Regions from separate parts of the Mus musculus genome. Here regions 2 and 3 are each linked to region 1. The links are chromatin contacts, called in public HiChIP or PLAC-seq maps. All regions are on one chromosome and are shown on one strand. The core of a region is the stretch at or near the end of the contact, and the rest is flanking DNA. Distances in the headings are between cores, read along the strand shown.

Region 1 (2,769 bases), core at 225-2,724:
CAACATGCACACGTCCTGGGCTCACATTGGATTTCGTTGAAAAAGAAATGCAGGAGCACAGAGAGACAAGCCTGTTCCAAGAAGAGTAAAAATGCTCAGTGTAGAACATTACCCAGGCAAAGTGGCCCGGATGCCCCCTTCGTTCTGTGACCTCACATGGTCAGTTCTACTTGCACAAACCATATTCACAAGAACATTGTACTAAGGACAATTTTAGGTCTCCATCCACATACTTATTCATCCAACAAGTGTTGGTTGAACTCCTGGCTGCTACCAGGAATTTTGCCAAACAAATCAATTAGCTGCTTCTCTTGATGCCTAAGTTGGAGACTGGAGTTCTTTGTCTCTAGCACAGAGGGAGGGTGACCCCTGGGCAGCTCCTTCCAATCCATTGTCTTCCTCGGTTATTTATGTCTTTATGGTCAGTACCTAGAGAGGTGTGTGTGTGTGTGTGTGTGTGTGTGTGTGTGTGTTGCGCATGCTCTCTTCACAGAAAAGGACTGTGGCAACATCAATACTAAGAGAAAAGTTTTGAAATAAGGGGGAATGCTTACACTTCAAGAAATGTTTTAAATCTATGATTATAATTAAAGCTCTTTTAAAAAGCACCCAAGGTTTTTCGGTCGTTGCTGTTTGGGTTTTTTTTTTTCCCCCTGTGTTTTACTCTTTAAAAACAGGGGAGCCTCGTTTCATCCCTGTGCCGGTCTTAGTGAGAAGGGCTATAAGAAAGAAAGAAAGAAAGAAAGAAAGAAAGAAAGAAAGAAAGAAAGAAAGAAAGAAAGAAAGATCTTCTAACTAGCTCTGGTTGTTCCCAATTTTGCCTGGAGAAAAATGGACAATCCACAGTGTAATCGCCTGCAGCTTTTATCTCCGAAAGATAAAGCTCTAAAGACTTTTACCCTTCGGAGAGGCTTTACTCAACTGAAGGGCTATTTTTAAACCCACGCCGGAATCTTTCTTGAAGCAACAGGACTTAACTGGTCTATTGACTACATATAGATAGTGGTGTGGTTGCTAGATAAGAGGTGCTATGCTCTCAGATATTTGTGGGTGGTATCCCCGTTCTGTTCTTTAACATTTTTAAGAGATTAAACTACAGCGAAAGTGTGAACGCAGTAAGAGGCTCTACCAGCCTTACAATCTCCCGTTTTGTATGCAAATCAGACGGCCAGTCTCAGGACCTCGGCAGCCACTTTCGCGCCACTTCCCAGGACCGCGCAGCTTCATAAAAAGCCAGTGGCACTGAGTTCCCACAACGCCACTGTTTCATAGAACATTCAGCAGTTTCCGAGGACACTCAAGGTTATTACAACCACGAGAACCGCTTCTATTTTTTTCCAGAGCTGGGACGCTTCGGGTACCGCTAAAGAGGTCATCTTAGCTGGCAGGACCTGCGTCCCGGCGCGGGAAAGCCGGTGGCCCCGCCCCTCCGGCGGCGGAGTGCGCGCCCCGCCTCTGTCCCGGAGCTCGGGTTGTTCGGGCTCTGAGTGCTGGTGTGTTCCGACGAACTATCCCCGTTCCGAGTGCCTGGGTACCCGCCGCCAACATGGAGGCTCGCCGCGCGCGGGTGAGGCCCGGCCGGGTGCACCGGGGCGGGGTTGGTGGGTGCTAGACACGGGCGGGTCCGGGCCACTTCCCTCCGACTCCGCGGGTTAGCTCCGCTCACTTGTCCCACGCGCTCCTGATTGTCGCCAGGTTGAGGGAAATCACAGATCGATTTTCTTATAATCTTTGCACCCAGGATAACTCAAGGCCAAGGTGATGCGCCCGCCGGCGCGCACGGAGTTGCCAGCGTTCCCGGAACCTGCGGCACGGGCGCTCATGCTCCACGTGCGCGCGGAGGCCTGGGACTCGCCGCTGGCCATCCTGTCTGGCGGTCGTATCCCAGCCTTCCACCTTCTGGGACCTCACCCTGCACGACCCGCTGGCGGCGAGTGCGTTGTTACCTACGCGTGCACTAGTGGCCCTGGGATCGATCCTCTTTTGCTCTGCGTCCCCTTCTAACCACTCTGGATCTGCGGGTTTAGCGTAGATGGCCTTGTGAGCATTTCTTGAGAACTTGGGTTGTGCACGTGGGGGGAGGTATTGTTTTAGTCCTAGGCTGTGGTCAGATGCAATTTTGGGGCCCAGCGATGCAAGTCGTGTGCCGCGACCGTTTAGTAACCTTCCCTGCGTCCCCCAACTCCCCACCCGTCCCACCCTTTTCTTCCCGGCTTGCAGCTGCGAGCTGGAACGTAACTCTTTTTGCTCCAACGGAAGCCAGAACTTATGTCCTGCCCTGGAGTGGGTTGAAGAGTGGGGGGATGGGCGGAAAGGAAGACAGTGACGTGCTTCAAATAAATATCGGGTTCGGGGGCCCTTGTGGCGAGGTCTGAGTGGGTAGACGGAGTCGTGGTCTCATAGCGGATCTCCGCGCGTGGGGAAATGGGCTTGGAGTTTGGCTTGCCTTGGTGCATATTTGGACACCTGACTGGAGGAATCGACTTCACCTCTCCGCACTTCAGTTTTCTTACTTATTTAAGTGATGGTAACGTCGCTGCAAAGAATTAAGCGAACATCAGTACCAAATCTGCCGTCAAAGAACACTCACCGTAAACAGAATTAAGAGTTACATCTGCCAAAAAAGTTCACCCCAGGCACGACCTTTGGCTCTCCTTTTTTGTGTGTCTTTTCCATCGAAGACATACTTGCCTGGTGAATGACTGACCGTTGGCCTGTCCTGGCTTGTTAAAGATTAGCCTCTTTTCCTGATGGCTTTTGATTGACTGC
Region 2 (2,700 bases), core at 154-2,653, 520 kb after region 1:
ATCATGTTTTGAAATATGTATATATCATGGTATGATAATGAGTAAATAAACTAACATATGTATTACCTTATATATTTATCCTTTTTTAAGTAACTAAGAACACTTAAAATATTAAGACATAGAACTGGCAAGATGGTTCAGTGGAGAAAGGTACTTGTTGCTAAGACTAATGAGCTAAGCCCTCCTCCCCCCCGAACCCCAGCATGGTGGAAGAAGTGAAGGACACACACACACATAGATTAGTTTTTTCTTTTTTCTTTTTTTAAAAAGAATTTGTTTATTATATGTAAGTACATTGTAGCTGTCTTTAGAAGAGGGTGTCATATGTCACTACGGATGGTCATGAGCCACAATGTGGTTGCTGGGATTTGAATTCAGGACCTCCTGAAGAGCAGTCAGTGCTCTTACCGGCTGAGCCATCTCACCAGGCCCCAGATTAGTTTTTTCTAATGTAATAAAAAATGTTGAAGCTGGGCGTGGTGGCACACGCCTTTAATCCCAGCACTCGGGAGGCAGAGGCAGGCGGATTTCTGAGTTCGAGGCCAGCCTGGTCTACAAAGTGAGTTCCAGGACAGCCAGAGCTATACAGAGAAACCCTGTCTCGGAAAAAAAAAAAATGTTGAGCCTGGCAGTGGTGGTGCACGCCTTTAATCCCAGCACTCGGGAGGCAGAGGCAGGTGGATTTCTGAGTTCAAGGCCAGCCTGGTCTACAGAGTGAGTTCTAGGATAGCCAGGGCTACACAGAGAAACCCTGTCTTAAAAAAAAATGTTGAAATCTACTGTCTTGGCAATCTTCAAGTAAGCAGTCCTTGTTATTAATAAGTCACCGTACTGTACAGTGAGCCTTAACTTAACCCATCTAATCAATCTAATCGAGACTTTGTACACTTTAGCCAGTGTCTCCCCTCCTCTTCCTGCCTCAGCCCCTAATAACCAGCATTCTTCCCTTTCTATTTGACCAGCATCCTCACTTACATGTGAGATCACACAGTAGTTCTCTTTCTATGCCTGACTTGTGTCACTTAGTACATTGTCCTAGAAGTGGGTCTAATTCTAAAGCAACAAATTAGAAACACTCTAACATTCCTCCAGGAACCCCAGGTTGCACCCCTGACCGACTGCAGAAGGCCCCGGCCCAGATCTGGCTCGGTAAAACTGCATTACAGACATATTTCCTTGAGCATGTCAGCTGCCTTCATTCCCTTGCCGGGGACCTCAAGTTGCCATCCACTTTCAATATTAATGCAGCATGCAAGGGGAACAGGAGGATTGCAGCCCAGGCTGAAGCTGGGCTCCAGGCCAGCATACAGAATGCGTCTGGGCATGTCTGAGGGACTTGCCAGAAGTCTCTCTGCAGGAGGGATGGAGGAGGCTCACAGAAAATAACATCCTGAGGCAGTGGGTGTGGGGACTCAGTTTTCAGAGTCACCAGGGAAACTTTGAAAAACAATGGCTTCCTGCACAAGTATGTCCCTCCTTTTCGAAAGCCCTCACTCTCATGTTCTCTCACTCTCTGTCTCCTGGTCCCTGTCCACCCAGAGGTGCACAGGAGCCAATGACACCACTTCAGCGTCAGACTCAGCCCTTGGACTAGCTGTACACATTAGACCTCACAGGCGTGTTAAACGTTCAGAGCAAATAAGCTCCAAGACTCTAGGGTTGAGCCTGCTCGGTGAACGCTTTCATACTTTAGGGGCTGCCTGCTGTCAGGGCTTCTTAATAATGACCACAGACCCTGGGCAGTTCAAGAACAGGCCCAGGGATCTATGAATCCCTGGAACAACACACAGCTTACTGAGGGTGTGTGTCTCCTTTTCTGTGAGTTTCCTCAGGTTATAAGGAGAGTGTGACAATTAACAATGACTGCCCTGGTGGCTGCCAAAAAAAAACATTAGTGAATAGATTTTTGTAAGATCATGTAAATGTTTCTATGGCAGGAATTAGCCAGATAATAATGCTGCCCTTCCCGTGAATATGATTTTTACCTTAACCTGCCAAGACAACAGTTACATGAGAAATATGGATTCCCCACCCCCACCACACACTCCAAGCCTGATTCCAAAGCTTCTGCCTCCTCCCCAGCCAAAACCCAGTGTCTCCTTCCTGAAATCACTGCAATCCTTGGGACACCTCACCTTTCCCTAATGCTTTCGCTAGGAATATGCATATCATATCTCTCCTAATTATAGCCTCTGAGGGGAGGAGGAAGTCTGTCTTGTCCGTCTTCTTTCTACCTCAGTTTCCAATATAACACATTTACCTCATTATCAGATGAGAGAACTGATTAATTATAAATCATTTAGACTTGCTAGGCCTTTCTACTTTCTATGAAAACAACTAACCACATTTCCTTGCCCACGCTGCACTTAAAATACACTCCTTATAACGGATGGTGGTCTGCTCTATTAATTTACCTGGTTAGGAAATACTAGGCAGGTACTATCACCCACTGTTTTCCTCTCTTTTCTTTTTACTTGGTTGTGAACGTAGGTATATAAACCATCATGCCTTTTGTGAGGGACACAGAGCACCAAGCATGTTGTGTCCTGGTGCAGATGTGTACGTCTCGCAGCATGGACACACCTCAGGGAAATGTCTCATAAAGCACAGACCAAGCTGGGACAGAGGTTGGGAGGGACTAAAATACAGCTATTAATATAGGAGCTTCGTGAAAGAGTCCGCCCATCGGATTATGGGAGC
Region 3 (2,700 bases), core at 108-2,607, 560 kb after region 1:
TTTCCATAACTCTGAAATTCCTATAAAAACCTTTCTCTCGATATCTGTGAGCTTTTCATGACCATTTTGTCTTAGGAGCCAGGGCCAAATAAGGGATTAGGTGTGGAGGTTGTGCCTTTACGAATGGATGAATGTCCTTATCTCGGAAAAGGGGTTACCATAAGAAGCGTTGTGATATAAAACTGAGCCAGACCCTGGTGTTCCTCTATTCTCTTGTTTTGTCCTTATGCCTTCTGCTATGGAGTGACACAGCTCTCAGTCTCTTGCAACATGCCTGTGGCTTCACATCTTTCAGAACCTTGGGCAGACCAGCCCCTCTTCTCTTATAAACTACCCGGTAATGCAGTTATCGCATTGCAAAACAGTCTAAAACTCTAAATAAACTCTACTTGAATCATTCCGGTTAACCTTCCAGTAAAGCTTGTGAGGTAGGCACTATTTTTACTCTCCTCACTTGATAACAGGGGAATGAGTAACTTCCAGGAAGGGCTGAGAATTAGTGTGAACCAGAGCTCCGATTTGACTCCTAAAGTCTTTCTCCAGAGGTGGGCTGTTAACTGTGACTTCTGTGTGATGTCCCGAGGCAATGAGGAAGCATCCAATCCTTTGTCACTAGAAACAAACTTCCGAGTCTGCAATCTGGACTCAGAAGCAGTGAGTGAGGGGTAAGAGGAGAGTGTGTTTCTCTAACAACGAATCTCAGTATCTCCAAGGGCAGGGCAGGAACAGCCGGCGCTCTCTGGAGCAGTCTGACAACCTCAGCACTTCAGTCACGATGCAAGACTGAGCTTTGCTGTGAATCACAGGCCTTGTGGACCTCAGCAGAACAGTCAGTGCCTCTGCAGGTACTTCAAACTTCACACCCCCAACATGGAACTTAGGAGAGAGCGATGCCGGAGCCTAAGACCCTCATCCTTCATGGGTGTTCACTCCAGCGAGCACCACTAAGGACGTATTTCCACAGTCCCCTTCCTCTAGTTATGAAGCAAGACCCACTTTCAGAAGAAGGGACTTTTTGGAAGGGTTGATGAAAGAATCTGACCCACCACCCACCCACCCAGACCTTTCATAACAAAACCCCAGGAATACTCTTGATCTGTGTTTTCTAAGGCGGGGCCTGACCTCACTCAGCCCACAGCCCAGTAGGGTCCCGTCGCCCCCAGCTGTGTGCACCACAGGGCTGGCTTGAGCTGACCTGTCCTAGGCGCTGTCCTCCCTGGGTCTCGCCCCACCCCGGAGCTCCCAGCAGGGAGGGCCGCAGGGTCAGGGCTGCGCCTTCCTGGGACTGACTTGTTGAGCCCAGGCCCACCCCCACGCTCTGGAGGAGGCTCCAAGGCAAGATGAGCCAAGCACAGGAGGGGCGCCTCCCAGCCAACGGGAATATCTGCGGTAGTATGCAGCCCCCCCCTCCCCCCACACACACACTCCCTGAAAAAACGTGACGCAGTTGGGCGGACGTGGAAAGAGCATGAAGACCTGGACCAATGGGGAGAAGTCAGACCCCATTGCACAATGTGAAGGATTTCTTGGTGCTTCTGTGTGGCCCCATGATGGCCCTGCCGTGTGCTGCGAGCTGTCGATGACTGAGAACCCTGGTTAACATTTTTTCCTGGGGTCCTCAAGGCTTCATTGTCCTCAGACAGTGACAGGAATGATTACTAGTTTGAGGAATGGAGAACAAAGTCCCGATAGGAATTTACAGGCAACATTCTAACTTAACTACAATGGGAAACCTAGATAATGTGATCAAAGAAACACATCACCTCTCTCTGTCTCTGTCTGTCTGTCTGTCTGTCTGCCTCTCTCTCTCTCTCTCTCTCTCTCACACACACACACACACACACACACACACACACACGCGCGCGCGCGCGCGCGCGCGCGCTGGAAGTCCCATAACAGAGTAAGTTCCCTGTACTTAGAGTTGCTATGGGGGAAACTGAGATAATGCATTCTGTAACAAACAGTTAATAGCATACAAATTACAAATATAAGCCATCACCTCATCATCAGAGATCTGTGCAAAAAAGAAAGAAAGAAAGAAGAAAAGAAAAGAGAAAACAGAAGAGAAAAACAGCAGGACTGCATCGCTTCGACAGTGGTTTTCCCAAGCTGATTTTGACACAGGGAGAAACCAGGAGTCCACTGGACTGTCCAAACATTCTTGCAAAATTGTCTTAAACCACGATGCTGTTAGTTCACTGTCAAAAAAAAAAAAAAAAAAAAAAAAAAACAAAACCTAGCTTGCTGCAATTTTACTAAAATATATCTGGGGAGAGGGATGTTACAAAATCAAACATCAAATACTGGGTGTCAAAATAATGAGAAAGGAAATGATTAGGAAACCCTCGGTTAAATGGGGTAAAACAGGGTAACAGGATCTTGGATGGTTTACTACAGAACCTCCAGAGCCTAGGCTATGTGCACTTTGACCCTGAACCATGCCTGTCCTTACTCATTGTCCTTCCAGCAGCTTGGACTGATCTCCTATTAGGGTGCCTGGAACTTCAGGCCTCCTGCACACACTATCACATTAACTTCTCAGGGTTAGGACCAGGGTAGGGATGTCTTATCTGGCCTCTATGAGCTCAGTATATATACCATACTCATATCCTACGCTATACCCCCCCCCACACACACACACAACCACACACACACACTCTATGATAATAGTATGTGCTGACATCTCTAGGAAAAGATCTC

Evidence for each region. HiChIP or PLAC-seq counts read pairs in DNA pulled down with a chosen protein or histone mark.
Region 2: an H3K4me3 HiChIP or PLAC-seq map of embryonic forebrain shows a contact between it and region 1, with 4 times the contacts expected there. The contact joins the enhancer-like site here to the promoter of Cdca7 in region 1. A contact is called at or near these places in 11 of 39 promoter capture datasets (the 3T3-L1 cell line, cranial neural crest, embryonic stem cells and 8 more), 1 of 484 Hi-C or Micro-C datasets (embryonic stem cells), 11 of 115 datasets of contacts at active chromatin or transcription factors (bone marrow-derived macrophages, craniofacial prominence, embryonic basal ganglia and 7 more) and 1 of 9 other capture datasets (embryonic stem cells).
Region 3: an H3K4me3 HiChIP or PLAC-seq map of bone marrow-derived macrophages shows a contact between it and region 1, with 5 times the contacts expected there. The contact joins the enhancer-like site here to the promoter of Cdca7 in region 1. A contact is called at or near these places in 9 of 39 promoter capture datasets (the 3T3-L1 cell line, cranial neural crest, embryonic stem cells and 4 more), 12 of 115 datasets of contacts at active chromatin or transcription factors (astrocytes, bone marrow-derived macrophages, craniofacial prominence and 9 more) and 1 of 9 other capture datasets (pancreatic islet).

Annotation. Positions count from the first base shown.
Region 1 is chr2:72,474,745-72,477,513 of GRCm38.p6, forward strand. Cdca7 (cell division cycle associated 7) reads left to right here and starts at 1,475. Exons shown (of 9, transcript NM_025866.3): 1 at 1,475-1,567. The coding sequence starts at 1,547.
Region 2 is chr2:72,994,443-72,997,142 of GRCm38.p6, forward strand. No RefSeq gene overlaps it. Among named protein-coding and RNA genes, the nearest start is that of Gm39850, 13 kb to the right of the region's middle. Within about 2 kb of position 1,404, at least 221 of the 459 cell types and tissues checked have an H3K27ac peak or open chromatin away from gene starts, as enhancers often do. A contact at or near this core is called in bone marrow-derived macrophages, craniofacial prominence, embryonic forebrain and 8 more, where this site is marked.
Region 3 is chr2:73,037,169-73,039,868 of GRCm38.p6, forward strand. No RefSeq gene overlaps it. Among named protein-coding and RNA genes, the nearest start is that of Gm39850, 30 kb to the left of the region's middle. Within about 2 kb of position 1,358, at least 137 of the 459 cell types and tissues checked have an H3K27ac peak or open chromatin away from gene starts, as enhancers often do. A contact at or near this core is called in bone marrow-derived macrophages, embryonic stem cells, extraembryonic endoderm stem cells and 2 more, where this site is marked.